Regions from separate parts of the Gossypium hirsutum genome. Here region 2 is linked to region 1. Evidence: chromatin contacts called from public Hi-C data. All regions are on one chromosome and are shown on one strand. The core of a region is the stretch at or near the end of the contact, and the rest is flanking DNA. Distances in the headings are between cores, read along the strand shown.

Evidence for each region. A called contact is a pair of places that touch in the nucleus more often than the background predicts.
Region 2: a contact with region 1 is called in a Hi-C map of leaf, with 1.6 times the contacts expected there. The contact joins the promoter of LOC107954936 here to the promoter of LOC107954741 in region 1. A contact is called at or near these places in 4 of 34 Hi-C or Micro-C datasets (callus, hypocotyl and leaf).

What each region holds. Positions count from the first base shown.
Region 1 is chrD07:35,889,775-35,893,567 of Gossypium_hirsutum_v2.1, reverse strand. It overlaps LOC107954741 (chlorophyll a-b binding protein 151, chloroplastic-like), which reads left to right and starts at 1,638. Exons shown (of 2, transcript XM_016890397.2): 1 at 1,638-2,016; 2 at 2,277-3,062. The coding sequence starts at 1,871. The coding sequence ends at 2,928. It also overlaps the pseudogene LOC107956189.
Region 2 is chrD07:36,242,989-36,247,022 of Gossypium_hirsutum_v2.1, reverse strand. LOC107954936 (protein MAIN-LIKE 2) reads left to right here and starts at 2,402. Exons shown (of 7, transcript XM_016890630.2): 1 at 2,402-2,606; 2 at 3,137-3,256; 3 at 3,550-4,034. The coding sequence starts at 3,149.

The sequences.
Region 1 (3,793 bases), core at 389-2,888:
TTTAGGTGCATGTCTGGAAATATGGAAAGCTAAATCTCAAGACATACAAGTAAGTACTTAAAATTTTGTTCCAAAAGTTACAAGTCTCGAGACAAAGAATTGCATCTCAAAATATTAAGACTTGTCTTGATACTTTGGCCCGCGTATAGAGACTTGACTCCTCATTTAATTGATTTTGGCCCCAGAACTTTGTATTAAGGCCATTTGAGCTTGATTTTCACTAATATTGATATGTAATCATCCAAATTGTTGTGTAACATGTTTCTAACTCAAATTTATATGCATTTTGACTTTAAGTTTGATTGTTTGAGTTGCTTCAGCAATGGATGTGATGCTATATATTCAGTCGTCTTTACAAGCCGAGTGTAGGGTATTTCATGTATTGTTAATAATTGTATTAAATTTATAAAAATGAAATCATTAAAAATAGAATAATTTAAGTTATAAAAAGCTAAAAAAATCCTAAAAAAAAAGAAGTCATAATCTAAGGTGGTACTATTTTAAGACAAATGTTATAGGGGTGCTAATCATTCCTTACACATAATTATACTCTTGAATCCAAATCTTCTAAGTAGATCGAGTTCATTTTTTTTAGAATTTTCCTTAAACTAATACTAAAATAAGTAGATTCATCAATTACTAATCATACCTAACCTAAAATTAAATTAATTAGTGAAGACTCTAGCTATAATTTCCATGTCTAACTTATTAGAAATTTTTTGACACCTTAAAACAACATCTATTCGTAACACTAGCTTATACAAATTGGGAAATTTTAAAACTGAAACTTGTAATTATTGTATTGTCTGTCATAATTTACTAATATGTTAGAAATTGTTAATGATTATTGTATCTATCATTTACTACAATATTATTAATATATCACTACAATCTATATAATTATTTGTTAATATATTAATTATTTAATAAATATTTTACAAATTTAAGGGTTTTCGTAAAGGATTATTTAGGACGTTAAGTGAATTGTGCTTTAACATGTAAATTAAAATAATTTCAAAACTTAGAAGTATAATTAAAATATCATATTACAAAAAAAAAGATATTAGTAAATATAGAAGTTACTTATTTTTTTATTAATAGATTATATAATTTATTTAAGTCTAATTATGAAATTTATTATTACGTCGTCAATAATTTAATTTAATTTTATACAAATTTTAGTTATAATTCTATTTTGATAAACATCTTTTAATTAAAAAAATGTAATGCAGACATGATTATGAGTCACCCTATTAAGTTATCATAATTTCAAACTCAAATATGTACTAATAGTTGTATCCTAAAGAAAGATGATTATGCTTTTAAGTGTACAACTTTTAAAAGTTATATATAAATTTTCTATTATATATTAATTTATTATAGTTTTATCTATAAATTAGTAAATTTTAGTTAAAAAATCAATCTAAAAGGTTTAAAATTTAATTACTTAATTAACCAACTTAATTTTTTTGTATATTTAGTTCATTTATATTTAAATAAATTAATAAAATTATTATGCCAAACTCTATTCTTCCATATTGAATAATTTTATTTATTTTAACTTTTTAAAAGATATTTTTATTATTCACTAATAGCTGCTTGTGGCTATATATGTGGCTTTAGCTTCACCACCAAAAACATCAACAAGATTTTTCCAAATCCACGCGGCATAAAATCAACCTATACAACTCTCCAGAAAATCCAATTGCAAATCCACACCAATGCAGCAACCAATAGACTGCTGCTGACAAGATTTCCTGATCCACAACATCTTCTCATTTCCATTATAACCCCTTCCTCTCCTCCAAACCAAAATAGACTACAATAACCATCGGCAAACAAACCAAGTCAACCTAAAGCCTTAGGCACCATGGCAACCTCTGCTATCCAACAATCTGCTTTCGTTGGCCAGACCGCTTTGAAGCAGTCCAATGAGCTCTTACGCAAAGTCGGAGCTTTCGATGGTGGTCGTGTTACCATGCGCAGAACTGTGAAAAGTGCCCCTACCAGCATCTGGTATACTTTTGTTACTACTTCCTAGTACTAACTAGTAGCATTTTGTTATAAGGATCTTTTTAGTCTAATCATTGATGGTTAACCCAAATATTGTGAAACAACAGACTAAAAATTTCAATTTGTACAGTACAATCTAGCAGCAATCTGCCTTATTTTAAGTCATACATTTAAAGAGAAATAACATGTACAAGCGAAATCATGCAACGGAACTATATTTCTGCTTCTTGATCTGATTACCTACGGTTTGGTTTTAAAAACAGGTACGGCCCTGACCGCCCAAAGTACTTGGGTCCATTCTCAGACCAAATCCCATCATACCTGACAGGTGAATTCCCTGGTGACTATGGGTGGGACACTGCTGGGTTATCAGCTGACCCAGAGACATTTGCTAAGAACCGTGAGCTTGAAGTGATCCACTGCAGATGGGCAATGCTTGGTGCCCTTGGTTGTGTCTTCCCTGAAATTCTTTCAAAGAATGGAGTTAAGTTCGGAGAGGCAGTTTGGTTCAAAGCTGGATCTCAAATATTCTCCGAGGGCGGCCTTGACTATCTTGGCAACCCAAACCTTATCCATGCTCAGAGCATTCTTGCAATCTGGGCTTGCCAAGTTGTGCTCATGGGATTTGTTGAAGGATACAGAGTTGGTGGGGGACCACTCGGTGAAGGACTGGACCCAATTTACCCAGGTGGTGCTTTCGACCCACTTGGACTGGCTGATGATCCTGACGCGTTCGCAGAATTGAAGGTTAAGGAGATCAAGAATGGCCGCCTTGCAATGTTCTCCATGTTTGGATTCTTTGTCCAGGCTATTGTCACAGGAAAGGGTCCCATTGAGAACCTCTTTGACCACCTTGCCGATCCGGTGGCCAACAACGCATGGGCTTATGCCACTAACTTTGTCCCCGGAAAATGAACTTAGATTATAGATATGTCTCTGAAAGCTGTAACATTAATTGCTATGTAGCATCTGTTGCTGTGTACTGATGTAATTCACTGCTAGTCTTTTGAGCTGTTGTATCATTAAATCCATATCCTTTTTCCCTGAAATAGCACCTTTCTTGAAATGAGATGAGATCATAAAGCAAATGTTTTATTTTGTAGTAAGTGGCTGGTTCAGTTAGTTGATATAAATAAAGCGCAAGAAATATATCTAGCCATTTCTATAAACCCTCAAAAGTGATGACAAAACACAACCTGAATACCTTAAAGTTATTATGCGGATCTTCCCTTTCAGTCCTGTTGAAAGATGGCAATAATACCAGCCAACATCTGAGGTAATCACCAAAAATCTTTGCAAGAACACAATCCATCTTTAAAATGATGAAACCGGCTATTATCTCTCACAATAATCTCACGTCTATAGATTTTAGAAAGCAGTTTAGTGACAGAATGGCAATCACTACAAACACGAAGGTTCTTCATGATGCGAATGGGACATCCAGCTTCAGTATTGATGAGACCAAAGGCAATAGCCAACCTCTCACTATGGTTTTCCAATTCTGCTTCTTTCTCTTCCTCCTCTTCGATATACAACAACACTTGGCTTGTGTCAGGAACATGTCCTGCCAATTTCAATTTCTCTCTCATCTCAGCCAATTTGGAATAAATTTCTTTTGTTTGCGGATGTGATTTATCTCCCACAATAAAGTTATGAACCACACCTTTATGCTCTATTGAACTGCAGCCGGAATCTTTTCTTAATCCTCTCTTCTTCATCATTTCTCTTACCTCAGAAACTTTCTCCCACTCACCTGCTACAGCATACATATTGGAAAGGA
Region 2 (4,034 bases), core at 1,153-3,652, 350 kb before region 1:
GGGCGTAGACGTACTCTTTCTTGGGCGTAATCTTTCTTTTCTTGAAGAGACCTTGTAATTAAATCTTTAGATACCATTAATAGGTGGATATTTTAATGCTAGTATGCGTCAATACTCTGACTCGCCATCAAGCCAACAGGGTGGCAGATTATGCTACCATAGTGCCAAATCAATTTACTTACATACCTCACTCACCTTTTTGGATCTATCGTTTTTGGGGTGTGACAGTATAACATGGCTTCATTTACCACAATAGAATTCGAAGCTTGATAAAGGGTAAATAATATCCTCTCATTGGAATTGCATGGCTTATAGAAAAGAAACGTTGCCACGGGTCCTTTGTTAGGAACGAATGATTTTCATTACTATTTTTTAGTAATGATATTTTTCATGGTGGAAGATATAACTGTTACCAAGAGATAAAATAAGATCATATTGGCTGAATAGATTTTGACCTAAAGAGATTAAGAATATCCTATAAGGGTAACACACTAATGACAAAGTTGTTGGACAAGCAAAATTATAAGCTGCTTTTGTAATGGTATATAATAAGGGAGAGTTCAATCATGGTACTTTTAATGGATTGATTTCATGACTAAATAATGTTGTAATTAGACGAAGAGTTAAAACTTAATTACATATTATTTGAGCTCTAATTTACATGTCCAATCAGTCCCTCCATTAGCTCAACACAATCCTGTTTGAATTGCAACCATAATCGATATGTTGAATGAATGAAAAAAATGAAAGGAGAAATAAACTGCATGTATTTTTATCCGCAGTAAATGCATTTTTCTTGCAAGGAACAAAAGATGACTTAAAAATTAACTTAATATCGTTGACTTATTATTTAATTGATTGTAATTAAATAGTTGAGTTCAAAGTGAGAATTAAATTAAGTAGTCATTGTAGTTTTACTGAACGAGACAATTAAATTTATTTACTTAGATTCTAGTAAGGTAAATTCATTATGATTTTAATAAAATTAGAATTGGGTTAAGAAAATAATTTAATTGAAAGAATTAATTAAATTTATTTTAATTAAATAAATGATATTTTAGGAATAGAAAAATAGTTATAATATTGGAGAATTATATTGTTGGAAAAAATCTGGTTCGCAAATGGTTTTCTTGTATAGCGGAAAATAAAAATTTTGAAAATTGACTTGGTTTGTGATATTTATAGTAATAAACCTTAGATCGAATTCACATATGTGTTTTCGGATAGACGGATCCTTATCGTTTCCGACTTTCAACTAAATGATCTTCTCCGTTATTCTCTCATCATAAACTGTTTCGAGGGTTGACTCGAACGATTCGAATCAAAACACAGAACTAAAAATAGTTTTCTTTTCTTTAGTGTGAAAATGAAAAATCTCTTCTGAAATAGAAACTGACAAAATTTGTTATTCTGAAAAAATAGATTCAATAGTTGAGAACAAATTCTCTCTATTTTCGGGTAGATTAACAATATTTTAAAGTTGTGTCAATAGCCCTACCGATGTCATCTAATTTTGTATAGGTTGTTTGCTTTGGATATTTGAATAGGTACTTTGACATTGTTGGGATTCAGTGGTCACATCGCGACGACGTACTCCCAATGTCGCGATGACAAAAAGTTCAGGGCCCACGTTGCGGTGACGTAGCCTCGAGGTCATGATGAACTTAAATCAGAGTGTTACGTCGCGACGAGGAAACCTCTGAAGTCGCAACATCAACTTGGAATTTTGTAAACATTACAATTTAGTCCTAATTCGACCTAATGTTAGTATTAAAACTTCGTAGGCTCGTGTAAGACCCAAATCCAATTGTATAGTTTAAACAACATTTTATGATTGAGATTCAAGTCTATCCACAAGATGAAAGTCCTAAGGGATTAAAACACTATACAATTTTATCCCTTATGATTACAAATATTCACTACGGTAACTCTAGTTTTATTAGAGTGTTTCACTGTGCCACCAATGCTTCAAGTAGATAGATTTCTCCATATGTTTCACGAATTGAGTTAAGTCAAATGAGCTCATTTAATTAATTAACCTTTACATGAAGTTTTGTGTACATTCGTTATGGGTTTTGATCTGCGACCCGTAACACTAGTATAAGGGTCTCCATGATACTTTTTAACAATAAAATCTAGTATATATATTTTTGGGTGAATGTTAATCATATTTTGCGACAATAGTTAAGGTTATATTAAAAGAAGTAATAATTGAATTCAGTAAAAGTAATAAATAAAATTAAATGAAAACGAAACAAAATATGCATGAAAAAAGCCCATTTTCTTCGAGGAGAGAACAAAATTAGGCCGATCCCCAAATCATCCAAAAACATGCCATGTGTAACAACGTGAGATCGTAATTTACCCTAAGCCTATAGCCTATAGGATAGAAAATTTTGAATCCATTCATAAACGCAACGCAGCGAAGCGAACCCACATTCCAGTTTTGGAGACTTTCACACACACAGTACAAAGAGGAGAAAACCCTGCAACGACGCGTTTTGGTTTCGGGGTTTTTTTTTTAATTTCGCTTTGAATTCCGCTGAAAATTTTCTTCACGGTGGTGCCTGCTTTCGTTCTTTCCTGTCGTTTTGATTAAAACTCAGGTATAGTAAAATCCAATTTCTTTTTTTAAATCTAAATTTTTATTTTTTTCGCTTTCCGGCGTCGTTTCTTTCCCCCTCACCCTCACCCTCACCCTCACCCTCACCCTCGCTTTCTGATTTCCAATTTCTGGATTTTCCCTTTTATTATTATAATTATAAAGAGCACAACCAAAATGTTGACACCCAAATATTGTTTTCTGTTTAGTTTTCCATTTTTATTTGTCCTCCGAGAGTTAAACGGAAACTAGGTTTTAAATTGAATGGACCACCCAAATACAAGATTCTTCAAATTTTTATATTTGTGTGTATATATATTTCATTTATTTGCAATTAATTCGTTAAAAAAAAGTTTGAAATTGATCTAAGTTATCTGTGCTTTGTTTCAAGGGCTTGATAAAAATTGGCTCCAAAATGTAAAATTTAAGTATATATTAACAGTGATGGAGGCTATCCTGCTAATTTAAGGGACTAAACTATCTATTTTGGCCTGCATTTCAGGCCACTTTGATTTATTTTGGTTTAAATTTTAGAAGATAAAATCAATGGAAGAGATTGGAATGGACCCATCTGCAGCCAATCCTGGACCCATCGATCATTCAATACTGTATGATCAAGACAAGCATGTATCTTCAGCTGTTTGGGATGGCCAGGTCTGTTTCTCATACCCACCAATCTCATTCTCCGCCTTCCCCCCCTTTTATTTGCAGATATGTAATTTGTGTTCCTTTGATAAGTGAAAATTTGTAGAATTCGTTTATGCACTGGTTCTTTTGTTAGTTTGTTTGATTGGTTGTTTATCGGTTTCATCGCCTTGATGCACTAGACTAGTTTTGTCCTTATATATGTGGAGGGTTTCTTTGATTGTGATTGTAAATTTGACTTGTGCATGCGTTTTTATTTAAAACACACTAGCATTGTTACATAATATATACATGCATTACAGGAGCGTGGTGCACTTAGATGTCATGAGCATACATCAAAGTTGGGAGAATGGAGACTCACCCCAAAACAGATTGAATTGGTGGAAAAAGCAGGATTTGGGTACTTGAGGAAGATACCTGCCATTAGTTTAGATAATCCGCTCATTTCAGCTTTAGTTGAGAGGTGGAGAAGAGAGACTAATACATTTCACTTCACTGTTGGAGAAATGACTGTGACTCTTCAAGATGTTGCCTTCTTGCTGGGATTGGCGATTGACGGGATGCCCGTGATTGGAATAACATATACCACTTGTGGAACGGTGTGTGAAAAGTATCTTGGGAAAGCACCAGATTCTACTTATGCAAGTGGTGGGATGGTGAAGCTGAGTTGGTTGAAAGAGTTCTTTTCTCAGTGTCCTGAAAATGCAACGATCGAAGAGATTGAGCGCCACACACGTGCTTACCTTTTGTATCTTGTGGGAAGCACTATTTTTTCAACCACCACAGG